Regions from separate parts of the Mus musculus genome. Here regions 2, 3, 4 and 5 are each linked to region 1. Evidence: chromatin contacts called from public promoter capture Hi-C data. All regions are on one chromosome and are shown on one strand. The core of a region is the stretch at or near the end of the contact, and the rest is flanking DNA. Distances in the headings are between cores, read along the strand shown. Region 1 holds the start of Zbtb41 (zinc finger and BTB domain containing 41). Region 2 overlaps Ptprc (protein tyrosine phosphatase, receptor type, C). Region 3 holds the start of Ptprc (protein tyrosine phosphatase, receptor type, C). Region 4 has its middle 17 kb from the start of Ptprc. Region 5 has its middle 55 kb from the start of Atp6v1g3.

The links. Promoter capture Hi-C pulls out the DNA fragments that hold promoters and counts their contacts.
Region 2: a contact with region 1 is called in a promoter capture Hi-C map of pre-B cells. The contact joins the enhancer-like site here to the promoter of Zbtb41 in region 1. A contact is called at or near these places in 7 of 39 promoter capture datasets (3T3-L1-derived adipocytes, the C10 cell line, the HPC-7 cell line and 4 more) and 5 of 115 datasets of contacts at active chromatin or transcription factors (astrocytes, embryonic forebrain, embryonic hindbrain and 2 more).
Region 3: a contact with region 1 is called in a promoter capture Hi-C map of pre-B cells, with 3 times the contacts expected there. The contact joins the promoter of Ptprc here to the promoter of Zbtb41 in region 1. A contact is called at or near these places in 6 of 39 promoter capture datasets (the C10 cell line, the HPC-7 cell line, cranial neural crest and 3 more) and 1 of 484 Hi-C or Micro-C datasets (B cells).
Region 4: a promoter capture Hi-C map of pre-B cells shows a contact between it and region 1, with 4 times the contacts expected there. The contact joins the enhancer-like site here to the promoter of Zbtb41 in region 1. A contact is called at or near these places in 3 of 39 promoter capture datasets (hippocampal neurons, liver and pre-B cells) and 1 of 9 other capture datasets (embryonic stem cells).
Region 5: a contact with region 1 is called in a promoter capture Hi-C map of pre-B cells, with 5 times the contacts expected there. The contact joins the enhancer-like site here to the promoter of Zbtb41 in region 1. A contact is called at or near these places in 5 of 39 promoter capture datasets (the 3T3-L1 cell line, the C10 cell line, embryonic stem cells and 2 more) and 4 of 115 datasets of contacts at active chromatin or transcription factors (astrocytes, fibro-adipogenic progenitors, forebrain and 1 more).

The regions. Positions count from the first base shown.
Region 1 is chr1:139,419,981-139,425,139 of GRCm38.p6, reverse strand. It overlaps Zbtb41 (zinc finger and BTB domain containing 41), which reads right to left and starts at 2,757. Exons shown (of 11, transcript NM_172643.5): 1 at 2,717-2,757; 2 at 873-2,106. The coding sequence starts at 1,989.
Region 2 is chr1:138,122,806-138,127,964 of GRCm38.p6, reverse strand. Ptprc (protein tyrosine phosphatase, receptor type, C) reads left to right here. Exons shown (of 32, transcript NM_001111316.2): 2 at 1,639-1,662. Among named protein-coding and RNA genes, the nearest start is that of Ptprc, 50 kb to the left of the region's middle. Within about 2 kb of position 2,489, at least 25 of the 459 cell types and tissues checked have an H3K27ac peak or open chromatin away from gene starts, as enhancers often do. A contact at or near this core is called in the HPC-7 cell line and pre-B cells, where this site is marked.
Region 3 is chr1:138,172,364-138,177,522 of GRCm38.p6, reverse strand. Ptprc (protein tyrosine phosphatase, receptor type, C) reads left to right here and starts at 2,397. Exons shown (of 32, transcript NM_001111316.2): 1 at 2,397-2,508. The coding sequence starts at 2,436.
Region 4 is chr1:138,189,081-138,194,239 of GRCm38.p6, reverse strand. No RefSeq gene overlaps it. Among named protein-coding and RNA genes, the nearest start is that of Ptprc, 17 kb to the right of the region's middle. Within about 2 kb of position 2,444, at least 151 of the 459 cell types and tissues checked have an H3K27ac peak or open chromatin away from gene starts, as enhancers often do. A contact at or near this core is called in liver and pre-B cells, where this site is marked.
Region 5 is chr1:138,325,877-138,331,035 of GRCm38.p6, reverse strand. No RefSeq gene overlaps it. Among named protein-coding and RNA genes, the nearest start is that of Atp6v1g3, 55 kb to the right of the region's middle. Within about 2 kb of position 2,610, at least 86 of the 459 cell types and tissues checked have an H3K27ac peak or open chromatin away from gene starts, as enhancers often do. A contact at or near this core is called in hippocampal neurons and pre-B cells, where this site is marked.

The DNA of each region.
Region 1 (5,159 bases), core at 1,508-4,007:
ATCAGGCTAATTAAAGTTTGTATATACCATAAGCAGGGAGTACAAAGTCTTACATGTATAGGAAAGATTAAATGTTCCCAGGTACCTCAGCCCCCAAAAGCTGCTCTCTGTGTATATCCTCATACTGAGAGCGCTAGTGACCATTTACTACCAGGACTGACAAGTTTCTTGTGCACATATAGTCTTCCCATTGACTAAGTTATTCAAAAGTTGTTTCATTTCTCTGTGTATGAAAGAGTAAAATTATTAATAACCATTAAATTGGATTCTGAAAAGTATCCTTAGAAATACATCCAAAAGGTATCATAAAAGCAAAAAAAAATGTTCACTGTACAGCCAGTCTATACCTACTTTGATAGGAAATGATTACAAATCTTATAAAACAAAATTTAACCTATGCAAATAGCATACATAACCCAGCACAAGATAGTCATATATCAAACTGCATGATTTCTTTTACAAAGTCAGATTATGTAAAGTTGTTTTAATCATTTTATGTGCAGAATGTACTTAGCAGTATCATAATCAATGTACATGTAACTCAAAACTACTAGCACTGCTAAGATTAAACAGGTATATTAAGTCAAAGCTATATAGAATAACTGCTGACAGTCTGGAGTCTTTCTCCCAAACACAGAACCTGTACCCTGTTAAGAGAAAATGAAGAAAACACAAAAGGGTAAATACCAAATTATTTCTGATTCACAACAAATTTAAAATAACAAGGTAAACTATGTGCCGAAAATCAGAGCATGTTCCCTTCAGAACTCTTCTTAAACATTCCTTCCAAAGTTTAGTTTGTAGTGATTACCACTGTTGTAGGAGAGGCACAAGGGGTAAGTGACTAGGGCTAGGAAAGGGGTTAGCCTTACCTATCCGGTCAAATGTCTTATCACATTTGGGACACTGCAGGATTTTCTTATTGCTGTTCTGAATGATGACGGGAGCTAACCCTTCATGGATGCTCCCGGCAGAGTCGCCAGCCTCAGGTTCCTCTTCTGCATCATTATCTTTGTCACTCTGCTCCGTGTCAGAGTCTTCATCGGACACTTCCTCCTCCAGCTCTTCGTCTTCGGCATTATATTCACTGCCAGGGTCCTCAGAATCATTTCTATCTGACCTCTCCTTCTCAGAACTTTCTTGATGCAAATTGTCTGACCCATCCCCACTCTCCTGTTCATCGTCGCTGGTATCCTCAAACTTGACAGGGCACTTCCGATTCCTCTTTGACCTCCGGGTAGAAAAACTTCTCTCCAGCATTTTTAACCCATGTTTTTTCCCAAGGAGCAGAGACCTGTGAGTTTTGGCTAAATGATTCTCTAAGGACTTTTTATAGCAGAAATGCCTACTACAAAATTTGCACTGATGACTACTCGACAGTCTTCCAGTTAGCTCATTTAGTGTTTCTTCTGGTGACGACTTTTCAGTCAGTTCGGCCTGAAAGGCAGCAACATTCTCATTATTCAGCAGCTTTACCGCATCGATGATGTCCAAAAATTTTGCAGCCTCTAACACAAGAGGTATTTCGTATTTGTACACAAAAAACTCCGATGTGTAGAGGAACTCAAGCAAATGCTGAAAAACCGAATGCGTTACGTGATCCAGGGTGACAACATCAGTGCTTGGATTTTTGCTCAGACACGCATGAAAATAACTACTGCCGACAGCAACGACCACTTTATGCGCACTAAACTCTTTCCCTTCCACTATGATAAGTAAATCGCAGAAAGACGGTTGCTTCTGCCTATCATCGTTCAAATACTTCAGCAAATTCTTATTATACTGCAAAGAACTCAAAAGCTTTCTCTGATCTGGAGAGGGAGGCAGTTCTTGGCAACGCTGGGCAGCTTCGGGGGTTGGTCTTTCTGGAGCCTGAGTATAGGTCACTTGGCCACACTCCACAGCAGCATTTTCTTCCGAAGAGTCTTTATGATAGCCTAGATGGATCTTCTCGTCAAGATTTGAAGTAACCTTTCTCCTTTTCTTCATTGCAATGCGGCAATTTTTGAACAAGAAACTTCATACGTGACTTAGGCGATTGATGAAACAAAACTAGATTGTCTTGAACAACAGCTTCTGAAGGGGCGTGCCCCACCGTTTCATGGTCTGCAAAAAGAGTGAGAATCAGGTAAGAGCTCCACCGCATAGCCATCTTAAATAACCCAAAGGTGTTGTCAACTAGTCTTTCCTACATTGTAACTAGATTACAAAGTCGACAGTGCATTCACTCCCAGCTAAGATTTTCTTTTTTTTTAGGGCAGGGAACCAGGAGAGCTGGGCTGGGAAAGACAATCCAACAAAAGAATAGTGTGAAGTGAAGGCACAGCACACCTTCCAGGCCTGATTCACGAATAAGGTGGAGAGAACACAACCCAGAGAGCACCATCCCGCCGAGACCGCAAACAAGGCAGACTGGCCGGCCGGGACCGCAGTCCCGATTTGGGTGCTGGGACCTTGACAATAAGGCCAGCGCGGCCACGAAACGCAAGTCTCCATTAGCATGCTTTCCCCGGGCGAGCGCGGCATGGCTCCTGAGCGACAGACCTTCCGAAATCCACTAGGCACGGCGGCCCCAGGAGGGGAGCAGAGTGGGGTCAGCACGGGCGACGACTGCAGGAAGCCGAGTCTTCCCAGGCCGGGGTTGGCGGGGACCCGCGCTCGCCCGTGACCCTTCCCTCCCAGGCTGCCCGGGGCAAGCGTCCCACAGGCCCATTACCGGGAAGCCCGGGCTCCCGCGCCGGCTCGGGGCCGCCCAGCTCCGATCCCCGCGCGCTCGCGCCCGCGCCCACCCACTTCCGGGTCCGGCCCCCCACCTCAGCCACCTCGGCGGCGCTCCTTCCCCTCGCGGAGTCCCGCCGCCGCCGCCGCTCGCCAGGCAGGCACGTCAGGCCCGCGCAGCCGCCCAGCCGCCGCGAGAAGCCGGGGAGCCCCGGCATCCGCCCGAGCGCATGCGCGCGCCTCCAGCCCTGCGCATGCTCCGTGAGCTTTCTTTCCTGCCCTGGGTGCCCTACCGAGGTCCCAGGTCCGTTATACCCGCTTTTCGTGGCCACTTAAGGGCCCTCGTTAACTGAACCAGAAAAACTTGGCTGCGGGAGGGGAAGATAGCTGTGATGAGGGGTTAGGGGGAATTGGCGCCACGACAACTGGTGTGTTTCCAGTGTGTCACCAAACAGCGACCTCCTCCGGAAACCTGCCAGTTTCCAGTCCACAGTGGCAAACACCCAAAGTGCTGGCTGGAAGTAGTTGTATGGCTTTCCGACTTACATGTGCGTAAAATGTAAGCACACCTAAAATTGTGGGGTTTGTTTTTATTACCTTGCTATGAACAGAAGATGTGCATGTAAGATGTGAAGCTGAGAAAAGGACAACCAAACCTCTACGGGACTTAGAGCCTCAGAGCCCCTGCCTAACGTGTTGCATCTCCGACAGAATGCCCAGTGGCCCGATATTGCCCGTCTGGCGATGAAGGTTCTAGAGTTTGTTTGTACAAACCTAAGGAAAAAAACTGATACAAAGGCCGTGACCAAAAAGAAATCAATACACACACCTTCCCTTTTACCTGTAACTCCACTCTCTTCATAACTCTGAATCTGAAAAGGTTACCCTCTCATTAGCAAATACGAGCAAGTGCATACCCAGGAGGAGGAGAAGTTGAGGGAGCGTGTGGGGGACTTTTGGGATGGCATTGGAAATGTAAATGAAATAAATACCTAATTAAAAAAGAAGAAGAATGTACACCCAGAATAGTATAAGGAAAGCTAATGAAAATGATAAAATACTCAGAGCTATAGATTATAAAGTAGAAAATGTTTGAAAAGACAAGCCCATAGATATTAATTTTGTGTGTGTGTGGGGGGGGGTGCAGTGTTATCATCCATCGTCTGGCTCCTACCACCAAGTCTTTCCAGCTGTTGTCATGTGTCAGTGTTCTAAGTTACATGGGACAATCAAAGAAATGGGGTCACTTCCGGGCGAAATATGGCATTGCAGGCAGCAAAGAGGAACGGCCTCAATGAGCTGAACCTCGGACAGCTGTTCAAATGCTGTTTGGGGAGGGGGATAAAGCAAGCCCCTCATACAAAGGCCTGTGGTCTAAGCTAGATGTTTCATGAAGGAGAACACCACACCACTGCAACTTTAGCCTTCACTGTGTACTGTTTGTAGTACTCAATAATGTAAGACATTCCAGGTCTGCCAGGGCAGTCTTGTGACCAAAGTCGGGCAAAGGATGGAAAGCTCCTTCAGGAAAAAAAAAAAAAAAAGACTCTATAGAAAAAAAAATCACCATTTCTACAATGATTTCTTCAAGGTCAAGGTACTTCTAAAAACCATCTATTCATTCTGGTGTTTCCCCTAGGTCCAGTGAAAAAACAGCAATTTTCATTCAAATGTTTACCTTAGATATAATGATTCTACCAAACACACCACAGTCATGTTGGTCCAACAAAGATGAACTCAATCTCTTTGGAACTATAATAAATCCTCTCTACTACGTTTCATCTGTCAAGCATTCTATCTAAATACCAGAAAAGAAACTGATACACCATATAATATGGTTTCTTGTCTATCTCACTCATCAGACAAAAATCATATAGGACAAGTTGTATTAATCTCTTACACTGCTGTATTTTAATAACTAGTAAAATACCCAGAGACTTCATTGTGATACTCAATATCCCAATGAAGACAACAGATGTAGATTACACACTTACATAAATCAACTTGCCCCATATGGAACTGTCAAATAGATGATACAAGGCCTATGCCTGTCAGTGAGGAGCACAACTATTCCTCACCTGTTTGGATACTATCACAGTCCTCTTAGAAGAAATGCCATGCAACACAAACAATGACTGAAGTCCTCATAAATAGCCTTAACCCAATTCAGTATTCTATGTTGCACCAAGAGATAATCGATGTAGTCTTTTCACAACCACTGAAGTGAAGAACAGGGCTGATAACAACCAGGTACAATGGTACTTGCAACTGCCATACAACCCCATTATAATCAGATTAGTTTTAAAAGTGGATTATTAAATTACGACTTAAAAGGCTTAAGTGTATGAAACATCTTGCACCAATGAAAAAGGAAGAGACCTTTTGAAAAATGACCATAACATTGTCAAGTAAAAACCCCAGTGCAAGAGGCAGTATATGAA
Region 2 (5,159 bases), core at 1,240-3,739, 1.3 Mb after region 1:
AAACAGGGTGCATATATTACTTAAATGTTTGTGCAGATTACTGGATGCATTTGTCCTTTGCATTGCTGACTTCTCAGGGGAGGGCCATGCCTTTACCATGCTCAACTCTCACTTCTAACAGCAGACCAGCAAAACAATAGCTACTTCCTAAAGATAAGTCAATGAAATGGTGTGAACCTCCAGGGAACCACATGGTGCTACTGAGAAGGGGTATATCAAACTCTCTCTAGATGTGGAAAAGTTTGAGAAACTGTTTGCTATGGTTTCATATAGTCAAAGCAACTTGAACATTTTAATCATGTTGGTACACTATATTCTTCACAATGAATGCAAGTTATTTTGTCTTTTTAAAAACATGATCTATTAATGACTGATATATTTATACTTTGTTTCTTCTCATTCTCTGCAAACCAACATAATTCTTAGAGGTGAATTTGGAAAGAAATTAGAATAGATCAGAGGATAGGATTGCTGTTAAAAGGAATATAAAAAAGAATAAGAAGTACTAGCTGACTAGCCAAAAAAAGGGGGGACAGTATTTCAAATAATATTTTCAAAACAATACAGTCATACAACACATACCGATGTCACAGTCATGAGTGGACCTTAGTTCTTCCACCCAGTGACATTATAGCCATTTTTAGTTGTGAAAATATACTCTATGGTGATTATTAGCAGTATTAGCATAATGGCAAAATCACCTCATTTTTTGTATATATATGCAATATCCTTCTGATCCGTGTCGTTGGCACATAATTTCAGAGAAACCTTTCTCCAAACAGTCTCTGTTCATTTCTTTCCTCTGATGGGAAGTACCTCATTAGCTTCGTCAGCTTTTAACTCATTTAACTCCTGCATTCTTAGACTCTTGTGTCAGCTACAGTGTCTATTTGTGTGCTCCAGGCATGCGTAGCACGAGCTCTCCCGTCTCCACAGGAATGCTTCCAAAATGTGCAATCAGCACCCATTCAAACTCGCCTCTTTCTCTTGAGAGGTTCCCTCTTTTAATTCAGTGAGAATGTCCACACTTCAGCAACTCAGTAATATGCACGGGACTGCTTCCTTTACTTAACTCTTCATTTTCTCCTTCAAGGACATGCAAAGTCTTGGGGGCTGCCACCTGAGTGTTTCAGGGATGCGTTTCACTCCAGTGTATTCGCCCATTGAGACCTTCTTATTGAGAGCATCATCACGAATTTGTGTGTGTGTGTGTGTGTGTGTGTGTGTGTGTGTGTGTGCGCGCGCGTGCACGCGCGCTTCTGGTACTCTTTGCATTTTTTTTTTTTTTGCTTCTAACTTAGTTCTATCTTGTGCTCATTTACAAAAATATTGATTCAAAATTCAAAAAAAGTGTCTATAGCCCTCCCGTTACAGGAATTGCTCTATAGGCTGACTCCAAACTGTGAACCCCGCCCCCCCACGCCTTCCTCTTCCTTTAGGACCACATCTTAGGTCATCCATTAGGTCAGCCTGTAGCTGTCTTCAAAACATCAAAACATTAACAGAAAGAAAAATTGGGAACTTGCTTTCATTAAGATGATATGTGCTGAAAATAAATATGAATAAAGTATATGATGTATACTTGCATGTATGCTTTAAATCTCAAAATTTCTAAAAGTGTGTTTATTTTTTTTTCAGGGCAAACACCTACACCCAGTGATGGTAAGAATTAATATTTGACTTTTAATATTTTATTTTTGTTACAACAATCATGTAGTTAATATAGATAAAGTTTTATACTTATTTGGAAAGAAGTTTAAAGAAGAAATTGTATAATAATGTGTGGTTCCTCACTGTCACATGCTCTTAAAATTCTTTCTAATATTAAATTTAGTGAATAGTTGAACATTCTTTAAATTTCATAATTATTATTGTGTTCAATTTAAAGTTTAACATTTCATTAAATTGACAATAAATGGCATAGAGAGTTTCTAATCCTTTTAAAAATTTAAGACTGTAAATAAATTTTGAAAATCTGTACATGGGATAAGATTTAAACAGAGAGAAAAAAACTGATCAGAATATATTGCATAAGAATATTCTTTTTTTAAAAAAAGCATTGAATTAGAAATGGGGTAGGAAGCCTAAAAACAACGTCACATGTTTTGTTATATAAGGACAAATGCATTATATAAATTAATTGGATCTAGAGTTCACTTATATTTAGATTTTAATAAAGGTTCACTTTTATTTAAAATTTCATTTTATAATGTTTTTTCAAGAGTAATTTGCCCTTTTTAAAGTTATGCTTGGAGATCTAATATTAAGATATGCTGCATTAATAGTTTACAAAGTTTCCTACTGTAATTCAATTAATTTTTTTCTAAAAGCTTTTGAGAAAATCAATGTAAATAGTGCTCATGCTGCCAGTGTGTTAAAAATTCTTTAATGACCAAATATAGATGTTAAAATTCTCTAAAGCCTAAACACACAGAGGAAGTGACCTGCAGGTGGGTAAAGGGAAGTTAGATCCCTTGCATGTTTCTGTTGCTGTAAATGCTTGTTTCCTGGTTAATCATGTGACTGACAGTATGTCTTAAGAAGGTAAGTGAGACCGTAAAACATGAGTGTTTTAATAACTTAAATGCACATTTCAAGGGGAGCAAATCTGAAATGCTAAAAGTTGATTATCCTAGGAATTATTTGTCATTAAATGCAACACTATGCAGATACTTACAAATCCCACTCCTGAGCCTTTAAAAAAAACCACATTCTTTTATTTTTTCAATGTCTAATATTGGAATTGTATAGTTTTAGTGTGTGGCAGAGACATTTGATAAAACACTTGCTGCAGAGCAGGTTGTGATTGGTTTATGCCAATTTCTTAAGTGAAATTTGACATTTTCCTTTACAAAATATTAAGCTACTCTCAGCTCACGTAGACGAGACATTGTTGCAGGAGAGGAAGGTGATGGGATGGAATGATAGCTTATTCTCTTACCTTGTTGAAAGTTAAGTTAGAATTGTGGCCTATAATACAAAGAGGAGCAGTGTCCCCAAATATCACCAATAGAAGATAATCAGTGAAAAACTCAGAATGTTCAAAATGAGGATTCAGGGACACTAGAGAATTGGCAAATTTGCAGTCATAGATTTTACTGCTGAGACTTGAACTTAAGTGTCTGCGAAGATATTAACACGAGAGACTTCTCTGAAGACATCTTCATACACCAAGGACTGAATTTGCTTTGCTGGAAAATGTCTTGAGGAACCACACTCTTCAAAGCAGCTTGGGTTTTTAACATTGAGGGTTTAAAATCCAAAAGCCTTTTGTAGTTGGTTTACTCCAAGGGAGTGTCAGTGTGTTTGATGGACAACTTGCTGCAATATTCTCTCAGGCCAGGAGACCATTGCAACCTTTCCAATTAGTTGATCTAACCAAAAAATAAATTGTCATCTGTAAAAGGGCGCTGAGTTAACACTATGTGCACCAGATTTAAAAATCCCTCCTTCCACCTCTCTTCTCTCCCTCTCTGCTTTTCTGTTTCCCACTTCCTCCTTCCTTTTTAAAAAATTTGGTCTTCCTTTTAATTCAATGCATAGTGGGTGAGGGACAATTAGGTTAGAAGAGTGGTCCTGAATATGAGAGGTATGTCTTACCTCTAGTTCAATTTGCAAAGGTTGTTTTAGTCTTTATTTGTTAAAGTGCAACTAGTTTTGAGGAAGTGAATCTTCAAAAACTGCGTATTTTAATACTCAAAGACGTTAATACACATTAAGCAAGGGACAATTAAAAATAACATCCCTAATAATCCGAGAGAGAGAACATGATGATTTTAAAAACTAAATTTAGGGGACTTTGGAGATGGCTCAGTGGATAAGAGAACAGGTGTCCTGAGTCCATTCCAGAGGTGAGTTCAGTTCCCAGAAACCATATGGTGGCTTACAACCATCTGTAATGGGATTTGGTGCCCTCTTCTGGCGATCAAGTTACATGCAGATAGATTTTATATATATGTGTATATATATATATATATATATATATATATATATATATATATATATATATGTAATTAAACAAAACTAAATTATAGATTATATATATTTATATATGTAATTAAACAAAACTAAATTTGATTTATTTCTCTTTTCACAAAAATAAAAACATTTTAAATAAAGGAAAACAGAGAAGTGTTTGATTTACCCCATGTGCAAACTCCTTGCAGACAGCTTACATATCCACACCCACTGAACAGTATTATCTTTCACTCCCTTCTGACACATCTGCCCTTTAGAACAGTAAGTTAGAACAAGTTTATTTCAGCATCACATGTCTCTGATTAAAAGGCAAACACATTTTCATAGTTTTATAAGAGCAGATCACTTGCACTTCAGTTTGTGAGTTTTGTTTTCAGGTTTTGCTTATAGAACTCTCCCTTGGCTTCATTTGATTGATTGGCTTATCTTTTGAATCTACACATGCAGGACAATTTGTTTCTAGACAGGGGCTCCTGATTTAGTTCAAGCTGCCTAGAACTTGCAGTCAGCTCTTGAGTGATGGAGCTACAGACATGACCCATAGACCGGATTCACCCAGAGTTTTTCCTTTCCTTTCCTTTCCTTTCCTTTCCTTTCCTTTCCTTTCCTTTCCTTTCCTTTCCTTTCCTTTCCTTCCCTTCCCTTCCCTTCCCTTCCCTTCCCTTCCCTTCCCTTCCCTTCCCTTTCCTTTCCTTTCCTTTCCTATTCTCTTTTCTTTTCTTTTCTTTTCTTTTCTTTTCTTTTCTTTTCTTTTCTTTTCTTTTCCTTTCTTTGCTTTATTCCACGTGGAATCCAAAGTCTCCTAATGATTAATTTCTGGCGTTATCCTTCTCCACCATTGCTTACAATCTGTAAGTCTTTTCAAGTTTCCTTTAGACATTTTTACAAATTAGGTTTCATTCTTCTGAATCCAGTTGCTTTGGGTAGCTCCCCAACGATTAGATTGGAAGAGAGCTAAGAGGAACTGCTTCCCAGTCAATTTTCACATCTTTATTATTAACTTTTATTATATAATTTGTATCTATATATGCATATGTAGTTAGAAATCTATAGCCATGTGTGTGTGTGTGTGTGTGTGTATGGGTCATGTGAGTATATGTGCCTATGTATGTTGCCTGAGTATACTTGTCTGTATATATACTTATATATTTTTCTTTGTGTATATATATATCTATACGTAT
Region 3 (5,159 bases), core at 1,148-3,647, 1.2 Mb after region 1:
AGGAAAACAAAGTTTTAAGCATCAAAAATGTATCTGCAGGGTGCTGCAGAGATGGCTGAATGGGAAAAGTGCTTGCCTGTACAGGCATGAGAACCTGAGTTTGGAACTCCAGAACCCATTGTAAAAGTGACTATGCATGTGTGTAACCCCAATCCTGGGGACTCAGAGACAGGGCTTCATTGATCACACAGTCTACCCTAAATGCTGAGCACAGCTTCAGTGAGATACCCTAACTCAAAAACATGTATAGAGTGATAGAAGAAGACACCTAACATTACCTTTTTGCCTTCAAATGTACACAGGTGGATGAACACATGTACACCACACAAACCCACAGAGAGACACAGAGATACACAGACACACAGACACACAGACACACACACACACACACACACACACACACACACACACGAAAACACAAGACCCTATGGTATTTCATAATTAGGGATTATAATCACTGTGTCTACTTGTCTCCCATTATCTACATATTTCAAACACTAAGTTATGTGTATATTCTTTTGTTTTTAAATGAAAGTAGATAGCAAAATATTACTAGATCCATTTAATTGTACTGTTGAATTCACAGGAACCTTTAAAATACTGTAGGCATGTTCTTATTGGCAAACTCCCTGAGAATACCATCATTCATTCAGTCTTCTTTTGGTAGTAGAGGGAGAACATTATAGAAAGCCACAACCAGTCAAACTCAGAGAATGACTGACCTTGAGGTTTCCAACCCAATTTGATGCATCTGTAACACAAGGCTTGGGAAACTTACTCAAGCTCAGAAAACTTCACAGAAGAGGGAGTGGAAAGAGTGTAAAAGCCAGAGGACCAGGACGTCTGCTACAAGATAGTGTCTTTTAGGTATACGGGAAGGGTATCATCATGAAACCTCAATAAATGGCTTACTACCTTAGCAAGACCTTAATGGTGACAAGATCAGTTGATATGCTAAAGTTCATGAGGGAAATCTCAGAGGCCCCCACTCAAGATGAAGCATGAAAGGTAGTTAAGGACTGCTGAATATAAGAATTAGACTTTCGCATGGTGAGCTCCCTAACTAGTTATGTGATACCAGGTAGTCAACCCTATGTACACACAGACAAACACAGACACATACACACACACCTACACATCTACACATCTACACACACACACACACACACACATACACCACTAAACAAACTCAGTAGGTTATACCTTCAGGTGTGTGTGTGTGTGTGTGTGTGTGTGTGAGTGTGTGTATACATGTGTAGGGGTGTGTGTGTATGAGTGTATGTGTGTGTAGGGATGCGTTTATTTGTAGGTGTGTGTGTAGCAATAAAAGTTAAAGAATAAATGGTATGAATTAGGGATGAATCTGTGTATTTGGACATAGGAGGGTTCTGGGGAAAAGAGAGAGTGGGGGGAAATAATGCAAATTCAATATACATGTGAAATTGATCAGGGATGTGTGTGGTGGGGTGGGGAAATACTATGATCAAAAGAAACAAGTTAACTTTGTAAAAGACAAGGCTTGGTTTTCATTGCTCTTCTTTCATTGGTAAATAGCACAGAGCAACCCCAAATGTAGGGGCACTCCTGTCTTGAAGCAGAATTCACTGATGCACAGAGGAGAGTCTCACTCCACCACTCAAGGAGATACCTGCATAAAACTCAATGAAACCACCACCAGCAGCCCTGAAAAACAAATTGGGAGGCTCTTTAAAGCCAGTGAAGGTAGTTTTGCATAGGAAAGCCACATCACCGAGGAAATAGGCATACCATTTGAGTCTGAGCTCCTTATGGTAAATAACAGGAGTTGGCAGACATAAGCAGAAAGACAGTTGGTTTGGGTCACTTGGTCGTCTTCAACGAACTTCAGAGCCTCGTACCAGCTTAGTCACTGTGTTATCTTGCCAACCCCTATGTTGTTATACTCATGTGGAAGCTTGTCATATCTTGGGTAAGAAAATTATTGATGACTTGGGAGGGATGTATTGTTTTTGAATAAAGCTTCCTTAAAAAGATATTAAAAAGGAGCAATATTTATATAGTTTAAAACTGTTTTCCTTTAGAGGAAAATTGAGACGAACCGCTAACAGCATAATTACTTGAATTAAGGAAGTAAGAAGCCATTGCACTGACTTTGAACGACCTTTTTTTTTTTTTTTTTAACTTCCTGCAAAGAGGACCCTTTACAGTATTTTTGGAGAAGTTAGTAAAACCGAATCTGACATCACCATTTAGCAGTGCATGTAGCTAGCAAGTGGTTTGTTCTTAGGGTAAGAGAGTAGGAAACTTGCTCCCCATCTGATAAGACAGAGTGCAAAGTATGCGTTCTTTTCTTTTAGTTTTGACTTAGCTTTACAGAGACAAACTTCAAGAGAGATAACCATTATTTTGCCTTTCAGGGAGACCCTATTTCTTAGGGGCACAGCTGATCTCCAGATATGACCATGGGTTTGTGGCTCAAACTTCTGGCCTTTGGATTTGCCCTTCTGGACACAGAAGTCTTTGTCACAGGTAAGCACACCCATATTCATTTTTACTTCCTTGTATTTTGTTGATTTTGTGGCAAAGGCTAGGTTGAAATGGCTATTTTTAAAAGTTGCGTGTGATGGATATTGAAAGTAAGAAGATTCGTTACTCCATGTTCAAGTTTGCCGTTGTTCAGAGAAACAAGGCCTAGTGGAGGGCAGCATACACTGCTTCTGTTCAAAATACATAAATGTTTCGGGGAAAGATCACACTTTAATAGGAAAGTTGACTCTCTTTGTCTCTCTTTATTTGGAAACTGTTCAGGAATGTAGCTAAAGCAATTGATCCAACCTGCATCTGCTATGGTTAGAGGAATTGTTAATTAAGTCAGCTTTTAATGCTTTTGATCAAAATATGAAAGGTTTAAAATCACGAGACAGCTTTGCTTGTGTGTAAGCCAGTCTCTTCAGACAAAGGGTTGTTTCCTCAAATGTTAATGATTATTAAAATAGGGTTTTGAATGCTCAGCTACAGAAAGGCTGAAGAGCACATTAGGTGCTTTAAAAACTCTCCGTGTTGTCTTACCATCGAATGTGTTTTGAATTAATCATTTTAGTTCTGAGATAATGCTTCCTATGAATTCTGCTGTGGAAATTCTGGTAGAGCCACCGCCCTTCCTGGGTGATGGGTACAGAGTACAGCCTTGAAAAGGTAGACGTGTGTTACAGTTCATAAAATTCCTACAAATGCTGTGTCCTTCAGGACAGGGTGACCAGGCAGGCACTGCTTACTGAAGGTTCAGTCCTTCTTACATATCTGGTCTGGTCAATAATTATTTCTGGAGTAGTTTCTCTTTGAGACATGAGTTGATTATCAAGTTACAGCTAGATGGCATTTCTCCTTGTAGTGTTTAATCTAAGATACTTTTAAATGGGGAAAATAGTTAATTGTATCAGAATTCAATTTTATTTTTTTCCTGATGTTCACTCCTCTCGTTTCCAAAGAAATCCCTGGTACTAAGCCGGCTAACGTCTGCTCTGTGTTGTCTGAGGGCCTGGAAAAGAAATGCAGCCTCAGATACTTGTTTGTTGATGTTATCACAATAAGTTTGTTTTGCTTTTTAATTGGAAAGATGGATTTTTTTTTCAAAAGAAAATCCAGTTAGGTAAGTTGCGAATTTGCTTGGATGAGGTTTATCTGGCATAAGATGATTTTAAACAATGCAGGGCACCACAGAATCTTGTCACAATGCACCAACTACTTCCCAGGTCGTGAGCTCTCTATGATTTTTGTTATAATGTAAAGAGAATTATAGAGAAGAATTGAAGATTGTACATTTTATCATATATTGGCATATTTCCACTGTAAGTCCCCACTCGGGGCAATTTTCCGATTTTCTTTAAATGGGTGAGAAAGAACATTAAGGTACCTTCAGATTGTAGAGCAAGTCACCCCCAAATTATAAATTAGGATATTGATATTTTTTGCACAAGAAACATCTTTGAATTCACCATAAAAATGTACATAAAGGGTCCTAGAAACCTTTAAATCAACTTTCCTAAATACTTTATTCTAAAATATAGATTATTAACCAATATATAGATAAAGGATAGTTGATAAATTGCTAACAGATAGAACGGTTTTTATAAAGACCAAGCTTAATATAATACTGAGGATAAATATTTTTCTATAGGACTCTGACAGTTTTCCTTAGAGTGTGTTAGAAACTTACTGTTAGAAACACACACACACACACACATGATCATTTGTATTTGAAAATGGTGTTTAGCATTTCAAGACACATTTTTATTTAGTGTTGAGAACATATTAAGGCTTTAAATTATGTACTTTATTAAGCAAAAAATGACTCAGATCCTACATTTTCTTTTCATGTGATAAATTAATGTGGTATCTACAGGAAATGCACTTTCAGGGAGCAACATTTTATTATATGCTTTAGAAAAATAAATTAGTACAGTAAAACACTAATGAAGCATCCATGGAGAGTACACAGCACTCCAGCATTTTATTTAGCTTATGAAATCCAAATGAGACCAACGTCAAATTTAAGGTCTTCCAGGGCAACTGTGATGCTGTGTTCCCAAATTATAAAATGTCCACGATCTTACTGCTTTGTGCCTCTTTGCCAGGTCAGTTGGACTCTGAAGGCTTGTTTAAAAGTTGTAAGTAATTCTATGGCAGCATTATAGGTCAGAAAGTGCAGATAGAGCTCAGGTTTTCTACCTCTAGTAAAGTTTAACACTAGGCCTGTCTACCAAACCCATCACCTAATGGCTGGAAACGTCTTTAGTTGGGCCCTGAGCAGCGTGCAGTGAGCTAGGTTCTGAGTCAAAACAGTGAGAACTCATTTCCTGGGCACAATTCTTCATTTTTCCATCACCATTAAAACCATCTCAAGTAATAAATATGCACTTGGCCTTGCACATCATAAACTTTTGGCACAAATTATTTGTCAAATTTGATAAGCACTCCTATTATACTTTAAAAATAACTGGGGAGCCTATGCTGTGGGGATGGGGACTTACTACTTTAACTTTTATTTTCTTAAAACAGTTTTCTGTGACCCTTGTCATTGCTAGAATTTGAAAAGTACTTTGTGAGTGGAAAGCAAAGGCGGGTTAGAAATCAGGAGTCCTTCTGTCTTGCTCGGCACTCTGAACACAGGATCAGAGTAG
Region 4 (5,159 bases), core at 1,195-3,694, 1.2 Mb after region 1:
ACTCTGAGACTTAACATTTCATGAGTAAATGCTTATGCCAAAAGCCTTGGCTTATTCCTGTTAGCCCATAACTTAACTACCTATTCAATCTATTCTAAGTCATCACACATGGTTGGTCACCTCTCCTCTGGTTCAAGAATCTATCTCCATCAGTATTCATGGCAAATCCCTGCAATTATTTACTGGAATCTTATCTTTCTTTCCCAAATACCCCACCGTAATCTTGCCATCATCATTGGCCATAGGCTTTTTATGACAGGCGATGCTTCCACACAGTACATAAAGATTCTCTCTACAGCTGGGCAGTGGTGAGGCAGGCCTTTAATCCCAGCACTCGGGAGGCAGAGGCAAGTAGATTTCTGAGTTCGAGGCCAGCCTGGTCTACAGAGTGAGTTCCAGGACAGCCAGGGATACACAGAGAAACCTTGTCTCAAAATACAACAAAACAAAAATAAATTCTCTTTACACTTTAGATTCCATGTTTAATCTTTACTTTGCTGCTGTTGTTGTTCCTATACTCTTGAAAGTATGCCACTATTTGCAAACTTCAAACTAAAAAACATCTATTTCTCTCAAGATTCCAGGAGTAAATGAAAACTAGAACTAAAAAGGAAATGGCATGACTGCTTGTAGGGACGGTGAAGGAAACTGTTTATTGCAGATGAATAGGAGAGCAGAGCCAGAGACAGACACACCTGAGAGTCCAGAGCCAACAGAACCCTGAGCCCTGTGAAGACTCAGAGAGGAACAAGGAGAGAGAAGCACTGACCAAGAAAGGCAACCTGGGCTGACAGACTGACTACAAAAGCGGCATAGCCAAAATGGTTGGGTTATATAAAGAAGGGCAATGAGGAAGGGCAGCCCAGACTCTGGCCTGGAGAAGTTTAGAATGAGCGTGGGGGTATGCCATACTCTGAAACAGGTAGGGACTGAAGGATGCTGGGAGCATGGCTGCCAGGTTCAATTATCTGCAGCCAATTATCCAGGGTTTGAGACAACATCAAGGAACTATAGGTCCAAGTGAGTTCTTTCACAAAAGCAGATTCCAACTTGGTTTTTATAGCCACCTACAGGGACTACTAACCAGAGCAGTACTATCTTGTAGCCAAGCAAATGTGAGTGTTTTGGGGGAGGGGTAAGATTTATTTATCTTTATTTCATGAGTATTTTGTCTGCAGTTATGTAAGTGCATCGGGAGCATGCCTGCTGCCTGCTGAGGTCAGAAGAAGGCATCAGTTTTACAAGTAGTTCTGAGTTGCCATGTGGCTGCTGGAAACTAAACCCCAGGTTTTCTCCAAGAGCAGTAAATGTTCCTTATAATTGATGACTTGTCTTTCCAGCCATTGGGCTGGGTTTTTGGTGCATGGGCTTCAGGTAGCTCACTCATGGATCAGCAGCAACACAAGGGCACAACTAACAGGGCAGATTGTGTTAGCTGGTGGGCAGGATGAACATGTAGTGTGCCGCGTTTTTCCTTTCAAATCCCTTCCTGACATCACAGAAACAATTAACCTCTTGTAATGAGGTTTTCACACATGTCTTCAGGTACAGTGCAGATTTTCAACCCATTCCTGATGTTCCCAAGTCCCACCTTCTACATTTAAATGAAGATGGTCCTGTATGGAGATGGGTCTATGTCAGTATCATTCTGAGCATACCCAATCTCTCCTATATGGAGTTGGAATGATGATGAATCAGGGACAGGAGGTAGACTTGTAAGGCATACATGTGAGTTGGGGTACTAGAGGAGGCCTTCCCTGTATGGGAAGAGCTGCTGGCCCTAATGTGCTTGTAATATGCATGTGAACTTTGAGATGTTGTCATGCGGAAGGAATTACACTTCTGCAACTCACTTCCACCACACAACACCCAGGGGAACGCTAACCCAGGCGTTGGACCAAACCCATACATCTGTAAATTTGATATTCAACTTCACTGGGTGCTATGCAACCCAGTCTGTTACTTCCTGCTCCAGCAACCCTACCTCCTCCAGGTTCCCAGGAGGAAGTCCCAGACAAGGGATGGGATTGCAGCAAGCAGTTCAGCTTCCCTGTTTAGTACAAAGAGTTATGAAGGTGGGTAAGAAGGCTGAGCTGGGGGCAGGCATTGTTAAAAGGGGAACCGCTGGCTTCCTGTGAGTGTGGGTTCTTCTCACCCCAGCCTGCAACAGGGAGGAAGCCATTGACTTCATCTGAGAGGCTGTACATAAACATCTCTGAACCTGGGGCTCCAAGGTCCTTTGCATTGTGGATCAGAAAGGCTCTCTCTAGTGACACAGAAGACCCCATGTTGCTACTGCTAAGGCCACCAAGCTTCTGGTCTCCCATGCCCCTCGGCTCCTGCCACAGCTGTGGATCCGTGCCTCTCCTTTTGAGCTTACAGGGTTCACAGCACATGCTTTGCAGCTGCACCACCCAGCTAGAGGCTAGAGGAGTGCAGCAAGCTGAGAGCATTTCCGCCCACATCAGAAGGCAGAGAGAAGTTTGCGGAGAGCTACAATGAGCCCTCCACCAACTGCTTTACATCTTCTAGGCCAAGATTTCTCAGTCTTTGCCATGCATCATTGGATGGGAGACCACATGGACAGAGCTCTGTGGTGGGAGCTGGCCTTAAAAAAAATGCATGGGTTTTAGGCGTAAGAATTCTTTCCTTATCTTTGCTTTCCAGCAGCTCTGTTCAACACATCTCGGCTCCGGCTCTGATTCCTGCTCTCTCTTAGGATTTTGGGGCACTACACACATTCTGGGCTCAGGGAGAAAAGGCAGAGAAAGGAGAGCTAGTAAGAGCTTGAGGAAAGGAAAGGAAGGGAACAGAGAAGGAGGGGGGGAGAGGGAAAAAGAGAGAAGGAGGGAGAAGGGAGGGAGGGAGGGAGGGAGGGAGGGAGGGAGGGAGGGAGGGAGGGAGAATAGGAACGTGAATGAATACATCAACCAAGATTTTCTTAAAACATCACAATATAAAAGCAAAGCAGGGAAAGAAAATGGGAAACAATTATAAGACAAAAATGTGAGAATCTGGGATTAAGGGAAAATCAGAAGTTCTTTCCTTCATCCACAGCTACCCATTCTCACTGAAGTTCAGGGAACAGCCTGAGAGGTTTTCCACCATCCCCTCCCACTAACGTGCCAGTGGGCATGAGTCAGCCAGGATCTTTATTTTTGCTTCTGCCTCCTAGGTGACTTTTTCCTTAACCTGCCCCACCTCCTACACTTGGACCATAATTGCTGCCCCCATTCCCTTTCCTGTTCTCTGTCTACTCACTCACCCACTCCAGCAAGCATCCCTGATCACTTCCTCCTTCAAGCTAGAACACTCCAGTCACCATGATAGTCCAGTCACAGCACCCTTTAACTGTTTGCTTACAAGTCTGTTTTCTCTTCTAGAGCATGAGATGCTGTCAAGTGTGGGATTTCTCTTGCCTTAGTTTTTGTGCCCTGAGATACTATGACCAATGGCAAAAACAGCCCACAGCCCTCAAAGAGCAAATACAGGAATCCTCCAGAGGGAGAAAGTTTTCCTCCACATATTGTTGCTATCACAAAATCTGTGCTGCTCTAAGTCAAGAAAACAGACAACTCACTTCTTAAAAACAAATTATTTCAGAACATCACTGTATAAACTACATGTGTGTGTGTGTATACATATATGTGTGTATATATATATATATATATATATATATATATAGTACCATAATTTTTCATACTTCTTGTCTTGAATTTAGCATGTTTCATTTTTACACTAAGAATTTATGTGGTAGCCAGAGAAACCCCAAAATTCAATTCTCAGCTTTGTAATTTTTAGTTCAGAAAAAAAGGGGGTGGTTGGAAAAAGCCTCTTTCTTAGAAATACTAACCACGCCTTTCATTTATGGTGACTGGCATATGTTTCAACTGTAGAACCAATGCCTCTGGCCAAGAGAGAGACCTTCTGAATGGTTTGGATCTCAGCGACACATTGCATCTCTGTAATGACCTGTTGTAAAACCAGAGAAACTGAAGAAGAGGAGGAGGAATAGGAAGAAAAGAACAAGAAGGAAGAAAAAGAATTAAGATGCCCTGGTGACTTTGACTTACAGAGATCTGGATTACAGACCATATTCTCTGAGAATATAGCATGTTTTAAGCCACTTCCACATTAAAAACACTTTGCTAGACTCTTGACATAACATTTCATAAAATCCAAGCTCTAATGCTGTAAAATAATACATACTTCTTCCTTTGAGGAAATTGTGTTAAGAAAACAGTCTTTTTTTACTGTATCATATAGCCAAAGGAGAAGAAGGTGAGCAAGACTTCACTCTTGGGGAATATATTCAAGGGACATCAGATGAAAAGTGAGCAAATAAATGGTCTAAAACGTGTCATATACTGAAAAATGGCAAGAAAGAAACAGGAGTTGAGACAAAGCAGAGAATGGGGATTAAGAATCTACTTAAGTATCGAGGGTCCAGGAACGACTTCATGAAACAAGGCCTGGTTGCACAAAGTAGGGAATACAGAGATGTGTCTGAATTCAGCACATGGAATCAGGTCAGGGTGAACTCAAGATGGACACACAGAAGTTACAATCAAAACCCCCGTAGCACCATAGGCAACACCAGGGTGGGGATGGAGCTTGCATGACCCTCTGGGTTCTAATAAAGAGTTCAGTTTTATTCCTCTTTCAAGGCCAAACCTAAACAGACTTAATGCCAGGAAACAGCAGAGTTACCTACATTTGAGAAACATTCAATTGCCCATTGTTGGGAATCATGGAGACCAGAGCAAGGGTGAACACATAGAGAGCCCAGCAGAGGAGCAATGTTGGCTAGACCTGTTGACAGTGGAAATGAGAAGAAGCAGGTGGACTTGATAGACGTTTTAGAGGTGGGATTGGGTTAGCCTGAGCTCTCTAAAATATGGATTGGAAATGATAGAACAGGTACTCTAAGATGACTTAGTGCCTAGACTGAATGTCGGTGTCATTGAAGGCTACCTACACCAAGGTGGAGACACATCCTGGCATCTGACAGTGTTTGTTGTTACTGTCAGCAGACCATGTGGCAAAGTGATGTGTGTCCTTCAGGGATAAGGAATAGATAGAATGTCTCTGAGACTGGGATAAAAGACCACAGAGATTGTGAGAGTTGGAGCCTCCAAAGGAGGGGAAAGAGAGATGCT
Region 5 (5,159 bases), core at 1,361-3,860, 1.1 Mb after region 1:
TTTGTCGGGTGGGTTACTATTCACTGCCTTCATGATTTCAGATTGTCATTGCCTCAGATGTGACCAGTGGGAGCCTCTTCAGGCTGCTCTCTGTATTCTTATCACCCATCCCCACAGTTCCCAGGCACTTTCTTATTTGCCAACCAAACCAAGTACCCCAGGCTTATTTTCCACTCTTTGAGCCAAGCCTTGAATCTGCTGTTTCCGCAGCTGGAGTTCCAAGGCCAAGATCTAGCTGCAAGGTGTTTTTGCTGCTACAAGAGCATTGCTGTCTCTTTGGGCAGAGTAAGGGAGTTTTTGTAGGTGTGGACATGCACACACATTCCCTTGTACACACTTTTAAGATATCTATTTCTATATTTGCTCTCTCTACAGAAGAATACTAGCTTACACCAACATTCCAGATTCTACTAAATGTCACAGTACTCATTCATTTTCGCCCTTTGTATTTGTAATTATACCTAATATCATCATCATTACTAATATTGCATCTCTCTTTTCATGACATCCCTGTATATAACAGGTCTCTAACAGATAGCACAGTCCTTCTCACTCCACCTGTCCCAAGACCTCTGCTGGTGTCCATCTGCTAGACTCCTGTCTCAGATCTACCAGTTGGAGGCCAGACCAGTCCATATAATGACTTCCCGGCCAGTCAGGGATACGTAGCAAAATCCTATCTCAAAATCAAGCAAAGCCAACCAGTGAAACCAAGAGAGCATATTTATGTATTATTTATATTACAAAAAAGAAAATAATTCAAAGGTAGTGCAGAGAGTTTACATCTATACCACATCTAATGGTGTCGCCCGTCACTTGGGACAGCTAATGAATAGACATCACTGCGTTATCCAATCAAGTTCATTCAGATTCTTTTTCTTCTGAACTATAGTCCCCCCGCCCATCTCCTGTTCTAGGATCCTATCCAAGACATGTCATTTCTCTATCAAGGTTCCTACACATCCTGCTGGTTGTGAATGCTTTAGCTGTCCATTACAATTGTGAGGAGTTCCCGTCTTTCGTACACTGAACTTCAGGAGGGATTTATATGATATCCTGACTAGCTCTGAATTGTGTGTTTGAGGGGAAAGACTAGTGAGAAGATACAAGGCAGGTTGGCCTGACCTGTCACCACCCCTGCTCACCCGAGTTTTCTATGCCCAACTCCTCTGTCCACACTCTGGGATTTGGAAGAAAGTCGCCATGCACAAAGCACAGTGAATGAGAAGCATTTGTACCGCACACACTGTGAGGTCTGCACCTCTGAGACTGCTCAGGGTTCCTGAACAAGACACTACACACTCACTCATTTCTCCCAGTTCATTCTGCTACTGAGGACCCATCGACACTTATTTTATATTTGGATTTCATCACGTTTTAGATTAAGGGAAAAATCACTGATTGCCTTTTGACCACCCCTCTCATCCACATAGCTCGTGGCATGTGCCACCATAGAGACCACATTCCTGGCATGGGGACAGGTATTCTTAAACACCCACTCTGTAATTTGTTGGTTTCTTAGACTGTTACTTTATCATCTGGAATGCCTTTGGACATACCTTAGAGCTGATTTCATGCCATTGCTTGAATCTTAATTCAGTGACTGGCCTTAAACACCGACTCTTATTCACTTCCTTTGCAGTTTGGGTGTAAATCTCTTCCTTGCAGTAGTTAGCGCACTCCTTGATGTTTGTTTGCCTGTTGGTCTTTGTGACTATGTTGTGAGGTTGGTGGGATTCCAACTATTTTTCCCTCCTTTCTCTTTCAGTTTGAAGCAGTTGTGTGCAGAATATACCTGGTTCTAGGGACAAAGAATATGGCTGTGCTCATCAAGAGAGTTGAGTTTTTAAAGTATTTACTTGAGTCCTTTCTAGAGAAGTGACACACAGGATTTGCCATTCATGGGATATGTACTATGCGATTCTTACTGTTTTGTTTTGTTTTGTTTTGTTTTGTTTTGTTTTGTTTTGTTTTCCCTTCCTGCAAAGATGTTCCTTTTTTGATCATCTGGACTTCCATGCACAGGAGTATCTATAGATCAGGCACTTGTCCAATGACTGGCTAAAATCGAGGACAGGCTTTCCCACAGAGCAGAACTTATTCCCACAGTGACTGTGGTTTCAGTAGTAGTAGACTGCCCTAACCAACTTGACCAAATAGCTACGCTACAAAAGAGGCAGGCAGGAAGTCTAGCAATATAGACATTCACTTTGTGGCACACAAAATACACCCTGTGTTGACACAAACAAACTGCCTTCACCATTTTGACTGTCAAGTAGTCAAGAAAAATATTTAAGTCAGTTTTGAAGCAGTCAAATTGGCCAGCAAGCCTATCTGCCATTCCCCTCTCCTCCCTCTGTATGAAGCCTCCCGATTTCCCTGGCTGGTGTTTTAGAAGCAGACGCGTTTTTCCTGCCAGAAGAGGATGCGTTCTTTCTCACAGAAGCTTAATGAAATAGCTGTTACATCATATAAATCCACTTCCTAACACCCCGTGTCAGACTATCAAATCAGTTAAGGAAAATCCTCATCTTTTTTTCTCTTTGAAATTATGGATAGGCTGGTCGGGTTCCAAATTCAGCGAGTTCATATCGCCATCTAGTGTTCAAAATAGGATTGTCCGCACAAACGAAGGAGAAAATTTTAATACTCCATCCGGCTGCAAAAACCAATCTTATCTGAGTTGTTTGAAAGGTTCACTTGGCTGATCCGGTTTGGTTTGGAGCTACTACTCACAGTTAATTTGATATTTATGTTTTGATAGGACACCACACTACTGAGTGAAATTGTTGATTACAGTTTAGCTTGGAAACATAGCTCAAATCACAATCAGAAACAGTGATGCTTTTTCCCAGTATAAGGACAAATGTATCTCAGATAAAGCCAACTACTGTGGACGGCGAATGACAACGTGGCAACTTAAGACGAAGCAAACTTCTTCCCAGCAGAAACTAGAGGAAGCGAAAATAAGACCTGAGCAGGGGCGCCATCTTACTTTGTGTTTCTGAAACAGTATTTGGGTATTAGGGAAGGAAGATACAAAGCCCAAACTGTTCACTGAGCAGCAAAACACAACTCACAGATAGCAAAGATACTTTATTTCCGCAAGCAAGCAAGCCTCAAGTCTGACTGTTTCAACCGTGGTTGCCCTCAATCCTTGCATAAAAACTGGACTCGTATATCTAGAAACGGATTTGCAGTTGTTGAGGAAAATACACACAGAAGCGTTTTTGATGAAGGCACAGCCTGTGGAATAGTTGTAATTTTAGAACTGGATATGGCAATATTTTCTGTTTCTTCATACACCGAGGAGTTGAAGGCACTGTTAATCCACTTCCGGCCACACTGAGATGGCTCTGGCGTCCCGCTTTACAGTGAGTGGCAGAGCTGATTCTGTCTCAGAACTTCCACAGCACTGCACTCACTCGTTCCCTCCTGGTGGAGTTTTGCAGGCTTGGATAAGAGACAGGAAGAAAAATAGACAGGATGGGAAATGGGCAAACGGGGCGAAAGGAAGAAACACCCCAAGGTGACTCAGGGTGTCTGCCACAGACACATGCTTTATGCAAAGTTTAAATCAAGCCTTTTAACCCATACAGTCCCAGTTCCCTACAGAATGCAAAACTGTTTGCCACTTTTGGCAACAACCTAGCTTTAATGAAGCAACTCTAAACAGACTGTTAGTAAGTAAACTGTGAATAAAAATTGCCGTCGAGTTGATAAAAATTCAGACAGGTGATTTATTATAGGAGTGACTTTGTTTTTGGTTACAACAAATCCTATACGATCCAGTTTTTAAATTTTTTTCTTATCCATGCTGGTTCACTTTGCTAATTGTTTTTTAAACATTGTTAGCTGTACAAATTTGTATTTTATAAATAACTTGCAACAAGTAATTAGCACACGTTGTAATATGATGAAAGATAGGTAACATTTTTGGTTTATGCCCTGTGGACCATTCATCTAGTCACAAGCAGCTTTCTCATTATAAATGTTCTGAGCATGACTACCCTCTGATGAAATCTGTTCCTTCCCCCTCCCTACCCCAGACTCACATTTCCGTGGATGGGAAAGCTGGCTTAAAACTGAACTATTTATGACTTAATCTACCTGCACTTTGAGCTCTTCAGGCCTTATTGGTAAGCAATCACAGTGCCTCGTGGCTCAAGCTTGGTGACAGAAATGATGAGGCTCACGCTGACAGCCCTGCCTGGCTGCTGCTGGCTGCTGCAGTGTTCCTTGCCCTTGGCAAAGAGTTCTACAAAGAGCAAGAGAGAGGGAGTACCATACACCCTGTTTGCCAGTTTGCATATTTCCCCACACTCTCACAATATAGGTAGCTGTGGGCAGAGCTTGCAGCTTTGCCATTGTTTCTGGCTTTGAACTGAGTGTTTTGTTCCAGGCCATTTTATTGGGTGGGTTCCTGTGGGCATTATTTTAAGTACTGGAGAAAGTTACTTTTTCCCCCCTCTGTTTTGGTTTTTTAATAACAACAAATCGTGAATTAATTTACTGCACAGGGAAGCTAAACAAAGGGAAACAATCCTTTGGGAATTAGCTTTGAAAGGGGCTGGCAGCCAGAAGGCAGAAAACATTTGCCACCACAGTTAGAAGAATGCTCCTTTGACCCGGTGTCACTTTCTGTCACCCAGGTTTTGTGTGCTGTGGCCTCTTGACTTTGCTGGCACAAACCTCACCCTGGCAGCCCTCATTCCTGAAGTCTTTAGTCCACTAGTGACAAAACTTCCCTTTGCAGTAAGTGTCAGGCGTAGGGAGGCCGAGCCAGAAGAGGACAGCCACTGCCAAATGAATTGTGTGCACAGACAGCTGCACACAGAGCGCTGGAGTTTGATGGGGAGGCTCTGAGCAAGCAAGCAGGCAGGCATTTGTGTATGTTATGGAACAGAGGCATAAGCTATGTCAATTTGTACCCCCCTCCCCCTCCTGCTTTTCAGAAAGTATCAGGCTCTTTGCAATTTCTCTGGACATTAACAGAATCATCATCCTTACCACCGCCGCCATCGTCATCATCACCAGCAGCAGCAGCATCAGAGTCACTGGGCATTTTAACACATGATTGTTTTTGTGCTGCTCTGGCTTCTAGAAAAGTCACTCACCTTGCCACAGCTGGAGATTGCGCAGCCCCTGGCAGCGTGTGC